Linked DNA regions of Rattus norvegicus: region 1 is linked to region 2. Evidence: chromatin contacts called from public Hi-C data. All regions are on one chromosome and are shown on one strand. The core of a region is the stretch at or near the end of the contact, and the rest is flanking DNA. Distances in the headings are between cores, read along the strand shown.

Region 1 (5,678 bases), core at 2,682-5,181, 54 kb after region 2:
ATACAGAGAACCGTTGTCTAGAAAAACACACACACACACACACACACACACACACACACACACAGGGAGGGAGGGAGGGAGAAAGAGAGAGAGAGAGAGAGAGAGAGAGAGAGAGGGAGGGAGAGAGGGAGGGAGGGAGAAAGAGAGAGAGAGAGAGAGAGAGAGAGAGAGAGAGAGAGAGAGAGAGAGAGAACTATACCTTTAAAATATTCAGTTGGATACACACACAGGCCATCACCAATGAAAGCGTTCAGTGGTGAACACCTAAATATCACAACTAGCATTTCCATGCGTCTGAAATTGCCCTCTACGGCCTCCTGCTTCTCTTCGTCTTCTTCTGTTGAGTTGTTTGCACGTTTAGAACTGTATATCAATATAATTACACAGAATGATCTCTTTGTCTACTGTCCTAGCCTGGTATTTTAGGCATAGCTTGTAGGACGCACAGACCCCCGTTTGAATATGGGGAGGGATTTGGCTACCGGAAGGTTCTGCAGGAGGATGGGGTTCAGATGGCATCTCTCCTGAGCCTCTGGCTTATTTCTTTTGGGGGAGAGGGTTCATTGAGGACTCCTCAGGTAGCCTCTTGGTTCTTTAAAGGCACCCCATCCTAAGCTTCAGGGGTTCCCTTCAAGGAGCCATTTAGGAGGAAGAGCAAGACCCAGGGTGTGAGGGACTGACACCTCCGAGGAAGGAGAAACAGGTTTGGAACGACAACTAAATATCTCCTTCTAGAATTTTCTTTACCGCGGTATGTGTCCAGAAGTCTTCTAGAAACAGCAACGAGGTCGGATTTAGAGTGGTGGATCCAGGTTGATCAGCAGCAGGCCGTGGGGCAGAGGGGGCACGGAAGGAAGAAAAATTGCGCAAAGCACCCACTGCCCTTGTTTTTGTTCTCCCCTGAAGGCTGCTTTCTCTTGAGAGCCCCGTGGTCAGTGAAGTCCCTCAGTGAGTGGCTGTGGTTGGAACATGGAAGGCCCTTTGCAAGTTCGGGAAATGAAGTGGGTTTGGGGATCCAGGAGGGCTGCCGGTCCAGTGGGGGAATCCAGCGAAAGTAAGAATGCAGCAACGGAAGCCATTTGCCAGGAAGTCACCAGAGAAGATTTCAAAATGTACTGGCTGGTCTCTACCAAAGGTTGGGAAGCCCTGGCCTCTGGAAACAAGCAACAAGGACTTCCCCTGCTGTCTTTCTGTTCTGCTTCGAAGGGTTAAGCTTTTCCTAACCTTCAGATGCCAGTTTATTTACTGGAATTACCGCCTGCTTCTTAAAATTAGAATGCATGTGTATCTAAGTTTTGCTTTTTCATAGATCTATACAGATAAAGATAGATATAGAGTTTATATGTGTTTGTTTGTTTTTCTGTGTTTCCCTGGCTGTCCTGGAAGTAGATTTGTAGACCAGGCTGGCCTTAAACTCACAGAGACGCCCTGGCCTCTGCCTCCCAAAGTGCTGAGAGGAAAGGCATGGACCACCACCACCATGCCAATATTTTTCTTTACGACCGTGGTAAAGCGATGGTAAAGTAGTCTTAAAGCGATGCTTCAGACCACTGGGGAGACCAGAGAATATTTTAAAAAATCAGCCCATATGCCTTTAACATAACCAGCATTTAGCTGCGAGCCATTTTGTGACTTTTTTCTAAGTGGCAGTATGGGGAATGGAAGGGCTAATTCTAGGTTCCAGGCCTGATTCTTTTTGTATAACGAGGTCACCCAGACTCCAAAGAACTCTCTTCCCTGGTCTGGGTTTCCTCACTAGAATGTGATGAGTCGAACACACACTCCCACGGAAATGCCGTCTGGTGACTTAAACTGCTTCTGTGGACGTGTGCATTCTGCCTTTGCTATTGTGTGGAGGCAGAGTCTGCTGTACCCCTAAGGCAGTCAGTTAGCAGAATTCCCTTTTTCCAAGGGGGGGGGGCTCTCTCTTAAGATGTTTAGGTAATTCATTGAGGTCTGCACACATTATGGGGGATAATCCACTGTTCCTCGTGTTTACTGATAGAAAGGCTGATGTCTCCGCTGTAAAATACCTTCTCATCTGGAGGAAGATTTGAACAACCTGGGTGCTGTAGTCCGGCCAAGAGGACATCCAGTCAGCGGCTCAGATGGCATCTGAGATTTCCTGAATGGACCACATAGCAGCTGCTTTTGCATGTCTTTGTCCCTGGCTTTCCAGTTTTCATACTCTGAGTTTACGCTGAGGAGTTTCACAGGGTCTATCCTGTGCTTTGTTCTCCTTTGGCCCTTGCGGCTGTTCTGCTGTTAGTCCAACGGCCCTGCATATTAACTACTTCCTGTCAGCGTAGAGTGGGTGTTAGTGCCGGTTCTCGAAGCCTTAGCTGTCACTCTGTGGATCGGCACTCAGAACACATTTGGGTCTACGCAGTTAAATAAAGCTTTGTTTAACTGTTCTGTTTTCTGATCCTAAGTGAATCTTTTCTCTTAAAACAGTTTTAACCATGATCTGGTGAGAGAGGAGCTGGACACCAGGGCCTCACACTTTTATTGTATCAAACAAGAAGTTAGCTTATTGTGGAAGTGTTAATGTATGTAAACATTTGGAGTCTCATGAGTAGTTCATAAAGCCTTTTAAGAAAGGATATAAAATTCTATTTACAAAATGGCCCTGTTGTTTTAAAATCACGTACATACCATAAAGACTGTTTTACATATATGTATATGTACATATACATGCATGTGTATATGTATATGTGTATATATCTCCAGAGGGGTAATCTGTAGTTTCTATTTTTTCTCTAAAATGTCTTTATATATAATATAGAAAAAATATTCTAAAAGATGTAAGCCAGATGTGGAGTTGTAAGACTGAAATTCCAGCATTCTAAAGGCAGAGGCAGAAGGGTCACAAGTTTGAGACCAGTCTGATCTCAAAAAATAAATCAAAATTTAATTTACCTTCACCCCTATCCTTACTCAGAAAACTTGTTCTCCTTCTGAGCACTTCCAAATATTTATAATTTGAGGCTTAGCCTTCCAATCAACACGCACACTGCTTTATTAACATATATTCATCATCCCATAACTTATCAATTTATTTTTACTTAATAAAAACGTCTCTAAACTCCACGTGAACACCTCAATTACTTCTGTGATTAATAGATTTACTTATGCGATAATAGTTATTAATGCCAAAGTTAATAGGAGAAATTATATATGTTCAGTTCAAGTTTCCTTCTCAGATAAGTCTTTCCTTTTTGTTTTGAAAACATAGCAGAAGAGGGGATGTTTCCAGCATAGCTCCTTAATGGGATTTCTTGGAGTAGATCTGAAATTAGGGCGGACATTTGTTGATCTTGCTTAAGTTTAAGGAGTCAAGGCAGGATCTTTGAAGTGCGTTGGGGTCGCTTTACAAAAGCGGATATTCCTTTCAAGCACAAGGCCCGATTTGCGCCTTTCAGGAGACGATGTCAAACGGTCGAGGGTACTGGGGAGCGTGGCCAGAGGCTCAGGCTTACACTCAGAACACGACATGTGGGCTCAACGCCGCCATTGCTACCTTAAGGTCCTAACAAATCCAGAGTCATAATTTAGGGGAAAGAAACTATAAGTTCCTCTCTAAGTTCCCGTTTGAAACACTTCTGTGGAGAGCACGCAGAACCAGAGACTAGAGTTAGGATTGGGGAGCCCTCGCCGCTCTGAGAAGTGGGTAACAGGCGCTGGCTGTCGTACGGTCCGAGGGGCAGAACCCTGGCAGGGTGAGCGCGGAGCTCGCCCCAGCACCACTCGTCTCAGCCCACACGCAGCACCGAGCTGTTACCGGGCAGATCTCAGAGGCTTAGGCGCCCCAGCGCCGCCCCTTCCTCCTTCCATCCGGTGCGGAGGACGCGGAAGGGCTCAGCCCCGCCGGAAGCTGCTGTGCGCCAGCGACCGGCCCGCCCCTGTTCTGCTCTAGGTTCCGGTGCCCACACCGGGACTCCAGCGCGGGCTACCCCGCCTCCAGCTCCGGCCAGCCAGCCCTCGGCTCTGGACAACCCCGATCCCGCCCCACGCTCTCAGCTCCGCCTCAGCAGGTACAGCCGCACTCCCTGAGCCACTATCCTACTGCTGACCCTGAACCCGGCTCGGCCCGGTTCTCACCTCCAGACTGGTGCCAGGCCAGTGTCCTCCAAGTGGTCACCAAGACTTTCCTGAGTGCATCGCGGCCTCCCCTCCCCCCACCTTTTTTCCTATTCCTCCTTCTACCCAGGCCAGGAAAACAAATGGGAAGACTGGAAGTGCACTTCAGTTTTAATTGTATAGTTTTATCGCTACCTCACCTGTGGAGATTTAGAGTGGGTTAAGGAATGACTTCTGAAGCGGCTGGGGCAATATGGTTGCACGTGTCAAGGTGAAAAGGTATTTCATAGTGAAAAGACACTGGCTACTTCCTCCGTCGGTTCCCACACACCAGGGGAGAGCCGCAAAAAGGGAACCTGGAGCATTTGGAGGGGAAGCCAACAGAGCTTGTGCTTGGAATACGTGGGCCTCAGAGGACACTTAAAATCTACATCTTTCTCCCCCACAGATGGGAAACAGAACTCCAGTGTGAGCGGCTTGGTAATGGTCACACAGCGAACACAAGGGAGTACAGAACTCTAGTTCCTAGCCTTTGTTTATACATACAAAGTATTTTGATAGCATAAGCAGGATCTGGCTTTTCCTTACTGCTTCTCCAGGTCTTTGCTGTACTGTGCCCAGTCCTGAGCCCTGACTAGGTGGATTGTGGCAGTACCTGGACTTGAACTAAACCTAAAATAGCCTTTGGGGGGGAAAGGCAGGTGGGTGGGAAGAGCTTGGGCCGAGGACAGGGGCGAGCTAGTCTCTTAGCCCCTGAGAGTGTTTGCCTCGTTCGTGGAGTGGATCGGTGAGCGGGTTGGGTGAGTGGGGTGGGCAGACACTGGAGCACTCTGAACCTGAATCACCACAGGGAATGGGTGCTGTGGGGCCCTGGCTTAAGGTAGAGTGGGGAGTGCATTCATTCATTGGGAAGCCAGTGCGCTAGCAAGGATTCAGTTTGTGGTGGGTGTATCGTTTGTAATGCAGTGCTACAGAGCTCTTACCAGATAGGAGACAAACGAGGGATTGGAGAGATGGCCTGGCCCGGCCCGGCAGTTAAGAGAACTGGCTGTTCTTCCAGAGGACTCAGGCTCAATTCCCAGCATCCACGTGGCAGCTCACAAGTGCTAGTTCCAGGGGGCCCAGCACCCCCCCACACACACAGATACACACGAAGGCCGAAAGCTAGAGTATGTAAATAAAACTGAATCATTTACAAATTTTTAAATATTGCTGGTAAAGGGAAGATGGCAGTTGATGAGTAATAAAAGTAATCACAAAGTTGTGCTCACTATGTACTTTATGGAAACGCATTCATTCATTCATTCATTCCTCACAACACACCTGGGTTTTGCCATTATCTCTTTACCTGAGCTCTCCACACAAGAGAGAGAGAGAGATGTATTCCAAAGCCCAGTCTCAGCTGATGGGGACATTGACAAGCTGGGGTTGACTTGTAGGGCTGGCCACTCCTGGAGAGCCCAAGACACAGTTGGAGACAAGCTTTGAAGTCAGTTCTGTGATAGAGTCCCAGCCGCACCGGCTAGCTGTGTGGCCTGATTCCGTTCTCCTAATACTTACGGAGCTGCCTTGTCGCCATGATGGTTGACTTGCTTAGG
Region 2 (5,708 bases), core at 1,133-3,632:
AGCCAGGACTCTACAGAGAAACCCGGGTGGGGAGGTAGGGGATGGTGGGAGGGGGTAGGGCATGGGGGATGAAAGAGGTGAAAGATGTGGACGAAAGTGAAATATACCGTCAACTTTTAAGAGGAAATTGGAAAAGAAAAACTGGAATTAGAGCTATAGGAAAGACTGAGGATTCATATTTATAAAATACTTTCTTCTTACCGTAGAGCAGGCAGAAAGGTATTTTGATGGCTCTTCACACTTTCATACCTCATACCTTGTTCACGCTGGATTCAGAAAGCTCACTTCGGGGTCTGTGTTCTTACTGTGAAAGAATAGAAGTGTAGCATCTAAAGGTGATTTAACATTGCTTTTTTTCCCCTTTTAAATAGCTGTCACAGGAGGCCTTTTCAGAATAAACTTAGGTCTTCGAGGCCTGGTGGCTGGCGGTATAATTGGAGCTTTGTTGGGGTAAGTGTTAACTTGGTTTAGTCTGTCTTGTCTACTGAAGGGATTAGTACATAGAACTATATACTAATAAAGCACAAACCTAGTCCTCAGAGACTTTAAAAGATGTTTGTCTTGTATCATCAGGGGCCGTGACTATCTAGTTCCTTATTGGGGCAGTTATGAGAGGATTAAAACCAAATGCTTTTTTTAACTTAAAAATTGTGGATTTTTTTTTTTAATGTGTACATGTGTGTGTCTGTGTCTGTGCCCAAAAAGTGTCAGATCCCTTGACGTTGTCATTCCAGGCACTTGTCAGCTGCCTGGCTGGGTGCTAGGGATAAAAGTCAGGTACTCAGCAAAGACAACGCACACTCTTTCCCACTGAGCCATACCCCAGCTCTCACTGTCCACTTGTTGTATTTATAGTTATCACAGTGTAATTAAAACAGTAAATAACAACTCAGTAGCATAAACAGGATGCATATTCAAGATTCCTTTTCACGGGGTAAAATATGTGTAAACATCGCCAATATGTGAAATTACTCGTAAACAAAATATTCATAAGGAGCAAGAAAAATGACCAGAAAATTGTTCATAGAGAACACATGTGTGCTGTAGCATGTTAGAATTGTTATTTGTTTTGTTTCCATGAATACATATTTTACTTAAAGGTTCTTCTTCTTCTTCCCTAGTTAAAATGCTAGAAATTCAAAATGGTTTCAACCCTACTGAGAAGCTGGATTAATGAGTATACTAAGGCCTCATGATGGACTCAATCCCAGCCTTTAGTCCAGTGGGCAGAGGCAGACAGAGCTCTGACTGTGAGACCAACCTGCTCTATAGAGTGAGCTCCAGGACAGCCAGGGCTACGCAGAGGGCTTCTGCCTCGAAATACCCCCGTGCCCCAATAGAGAAGCTGTGTATGGGTTTGTGAAGTGGCTCAGTAAGCTTACCCCCAAGCCTGCTGTCCTGACTTGTATCCCTACAACCCACATGTTCAAAGGAAGGATCTGACTGCTGATTGTCTGTGACCTGCGCACCCATGCTCACGCACACACGTGCGCACACAGAGTAAGAAGTGTAATGGTTTAAAGACTTAGCAGGGCTGGGAAATCAGTTCAGCATCAGAGCACAAGCCCAGCATGCACAAGGCTAAGTTGAACCATTTGGGATTACCCCTAACTGTATCAGCATGCGTCTGCTAGGGAGAGTTTGCAATAGAGGTGTCAGCCCTTTCATTGCCACTGCAGTCCCCAGAGTGGTTCTCAGTTTGCTTTGATTATCCTTGCGTTAGCTTTGGGTTAAATGTTTTTGTCAGGGTTGCTACATAAGTGCAGCTGTGCCCCTGGTGTATAGCACAGCAAGAGGCATGTATGTCACCCATTATAAGCGTTAAGTATTTGGTATATTGGTGATGATCTGTGTTGGCAAGGATGGAGGTGAGAGGAAGCTGCACACACTGTTGGTGGGAATGTAAGGCAGGCAGATATCAGTGAGTATGGGGCTGCCTGGAAACTAGGGTGGATCACACTTGTATCTCAGCCCTTAGAGCAGCGGTTCTCAGCCTTCTGACGCTTCCACCTTTTAACACGGCTAGCTCCTAATGGCGTGGTGACCTCAACCATAAAATTCTTTTCTTGCTACCTCATGGCTGTAATTTAGCTACCATTGAGAGTTGCAATGTAAATATCTAATATGTCACCCCTGTGAAAGGGTCATTTAACTCCCCAAAGGGGTCAGGACCCACAGGTTGAAAACCGCTGAATTACAATATAAAAGACAGGAGTTCAAGGTCATCTTTGGCTACCTATATGATGCCAGCTTGGGCTACATGAGACCTTGTCTCAAAAAAATCAATAAACCAAAAGCAAACAGTAAAACTAAAACTGTTACATGATCCCGTGTACTATTCCCTGGCATGCACTAGAGGGAGTCTGAGTCAAACAGTCTGTGATCCGCATTTCCTCGCTGGGACTGAAAGCCAGACACTCCCTCCCTGTTCCTAGAGGCCACCCACATCTTTCTCATGGGCCATCCATGTTCAGAATAACAATCTCTCTCCTCACACTGAATCTTCTGCTCCTTTTCAGACAAAGGAGACAGCTTTTAAGCTCACTCACCCAGATAATCTCCTTCTTGATTAAACCAGAACTCCAAAATCCATATTTCCATGCAACATGGCAAAACCACAGGTGTACTAGAGACAATGGGACCCAGGAGACTGGATCCTAAAGATGAGGTGGACCAAAGTCTCATGTGATTTCCATCTTTATTCAGAGCATCAGACAGGGTCAAGAGGAATCCTTTAGTCAAGTGAACAATTACAGGACAAGTCACCCATGGCAGAGATCTTTCCACAGGGACAGCTGAATCATAGTGGCAGGTGACAGTGAGTCTCTTAGACAACTCACATCTCTCCATACACCTGGGAGGGCACAGCATGGGCCAGTCCCTAAGAACACTTGTGTGTTTTGAAGAAACTGAGGTCACAAGACTCTTTTGTCTTGTTTTGAAGTTTTCTCTCAAGCACTCAGTCCTCACACGACTCCATTCTTAGACCGTGTTCCAGCAGTGGAGGGATTCGGACAGCAAATGTGGGGAGACTTGAGGCAGGGCTCTCTATTCAGTTCCACTGCAGTTCTTTCCCATGTGATTAGGTAGGGAGCGCATGTGACTGAACACCCGTCATCCCGTCCCCACGTGCCTTTGCTGCAGTGGTTTTAACAATGCATTGACATCCTTGCACCTTGGTTTTTGGGAAGGTGCTTACAAAGACAGCCTGGTCCTGGCCATCCTTGTGTTCCCATTAATTGACATTCTTCTGAACGAGTTATCCTTCATCCCTGCTGACCCACCCATCTGCCATCCTACCACTTTGTCAGGTTGAATCATGGTTGTCTGTTCTGAAGGGAGGGGACTGAGAGGTTTGAGATGCTCTGTAGGGCAGGCCAGCCTTGACCTTGTTATCATCCTTAGCTTTCTGAATGCTGAGATTATAAGCATGATTTATTACACACAGCTGGATTTATGGATTTTATTTTACAGTTTTCTTTTTCAAGACAGGGTTTCTCTGTATACCCTTGGCTATCCTAGAACTTATTTTGTAGGCCAGGCTGGCCTTGAACTCCGAGATCTACCTTCCTCTGCCTCCTGAGTGCTGGGATTAAAGGCATATGCTGCTACCACCTGGCTTATTTTACAGTTTTTTAATTGAATGAAATTTCGTTTGTCAAAACCCACTGCTAACATTATTTTTGTTGTATTGGTAGTCTATAAGCTTGGTCTGGAGGGAAACATTGTTGAAGCTAGTGGGAAAATTTTTCCTGATAGGGTCACTAGTTTGGGCTAGCCTCAACATCCCCATGTAGCCAAGACTAAGCCTGAACTTCTGATCTTCCTACTGCTACCTCTGAGGCAGTGGGATTGCAGGCATGTACACCTGCCATTTTACCCCCTCTGTCAAACCAGCAAAAATATGTTACACTTATCATCTTGACTATTTTTTATTAGTTTTTAAAATTAGTATAGAATGGAGCATGGCATTTTCATAATACTTTGTTCTTATGGGTCCTCCCATTTTCCCACATTGTCACCATTTTAAGTATGAATTCAGTAATATTAAACATATTAATGTTGTTGTACATTACATCCCCATAATGTTTTGTCTAAAACCTGAAACTATATTTTTAAACTGTAATTCCTCTCATCACTCCACCCAGCTATTGGCAACCTTCTTTTTACTTTCCCTTCTATTTAATTTTGACATGCATACCAGAATCATACAGCATTTGAATGAATGGAATCACAACATTTCGTCCTTTTGTAACTGGCTTATTTCACTTGCTTACCAACTTGCTTGAGATTTATTTACATTGTAGCATGTAATGGTTTCTCTTTTTTAAAAAATTTATTTATTTATTACATATAAGCACACTGGAGCTGTCTTCAGACACACCAGAAGAGGGCATCAGATCCCACTACAGACGATTGTGAGCCACCATGTGGTTGCTGGAATTTGAACTCAGGACCTCTGGAAGGTCTTAACCACTAAGCCATTTCTCCAGCCCATGGTTTCTCTTTTTAGTAATACATAATTCTCTCCCTCACCCCCTCTCAGTGAGACATTTTTTAAATGTCTGCTGATGTATTTTTGGATTTCTTTTGTTTAGCAAAAAAAAAAAAAAAAGAAAGAAAGAAAGAGAATGTAAATGAGATTATTGAAATTCTGGCCAGAGAGAATTTGCCTTATAAAATTTTTATCTTGAGAACATAGGGACCAAATCCTGTTTGTCCCTATGATGATTATCTAAATCAGTCTCTTTTGTGCATGCACACACATTTTTTTGTATACATGTGCATTATGTTCATGGGTGTGGAGACTAGAAATCAATGTTGGGTGTCTTCCTTGATCGCTCTCTACCTTTTTGTTTATCTATCTATCTATCTATCTATCTATCTATCTATCTATCTATCTATCTATCTAGTCACACTGGGGTTCAAATTGAGGGCCTTGACCCACAGGAAGGGCTTTACCACTAAGCTGTGTCTTCAGCTCCATCCACTTTACTTTTAAAATGGGATCACTCACTGAAGCTGGAGCTCACTGACTGGCTCAAGATTCCCCTCTCCCCACCTCCCCTGTACAGGAGTAGAGGTACATGCTACCACACCTGACTTCTTACCTGGGTGCTGGGCTTCCAAACCCACGTCTTCTCCCCAAGCCCTAATGAAGTTGTTTTGGCTTTGTTTTTGATGTTTGTTTATTTTATTTTTATATGTATATGAGTACATGCCTACTGCCCTCAGAGGACTAAATAGGTCATTAGGTCCCTTGAAAGCAGTGTAAATCAAACCGGGGTCATCTGCAAGGACAACAAGTACTCCTAACTGCTGCCCCTGTATCAGTCTCTTAGGACATAGCTGGTGACACAGCAGTTGTCAGTTACACCAGACTCTAGAATATGAAGATGCTTCATGACTCTGTCCCTCAGAGCTCTAGTAACTTCCTTCTTCCACCAAAGAATCCCACCACACATCTTCCCCTCCAGGGCTGGTGCTATATGAATGAACTAGTCTTTGCATTTCTCCTCTTTGTTTGTCTGTTTGTCTGTCTGTCTGTCTGTCTCTTTGACTATGATTCTTTGTGAGTTTCACATCATGCATCCCAGTCTCCCTGGTATCCACTCTCTGCCCTCCCTTGCAGCTTTCCCCCCACCCCCAAATAAAAAACACACAAACAAGAGAAGAAACGAAACAAAGCATAGAAAGCACCTGTGGAA

Evidence for each region. Hi-C and Micro-C count contacts between places; a contact is called where the count stands out from the background.
Region 1: a contact with region 2 is called in a Hi-C map of Schwann cells, with 4 times the contacts expected there. The contact joins the promoter of Adprh here to the enhancer-like site in region 2. A contact is called at or near these places in 3 of 12 Hi-C or Micro-C datasets (Schwann cells, hepatocytes and kidney).

Annotation. Positions count from the first base shown.
Region 1 is chr11:75,801,416-75,807,093 of GRCr8, forward strand. Adprh (ADP-ribosylarginine hydrolase) reads left to right here and starts at 3,932. Exons shown (of 4, transcript NM_183325.2): 1 at 3,932-4,034. It overlaps LOC108352341 (a long non-coding RNA gene), which reads left to right. Exons shown (of 3, transcript XR_001840512.3): 3 at 907-2,374.
Region 2 is chr11:75,748,574-75,754,281 of GRCr8, forward strand. Timmdc1 (translocase of inner mitochondrial membrane domain containing 1) reads left to right here. Exons shown (of 7, transcript NM_001007676.1): 5 at 372-450. Among named protein-coding and RNA genes, the nearest start is that of Timmdc1, 17 kb to the left of the region's middle. Within about 2 kb of position 2,383, at least 14 of the 93 cell types and tissues checked have an H3K27ac peak or open chromatin away from gene starts, as enhancers often do. A contact at or near this core is called in Schwann cells and hepatocytes, where this site is marked.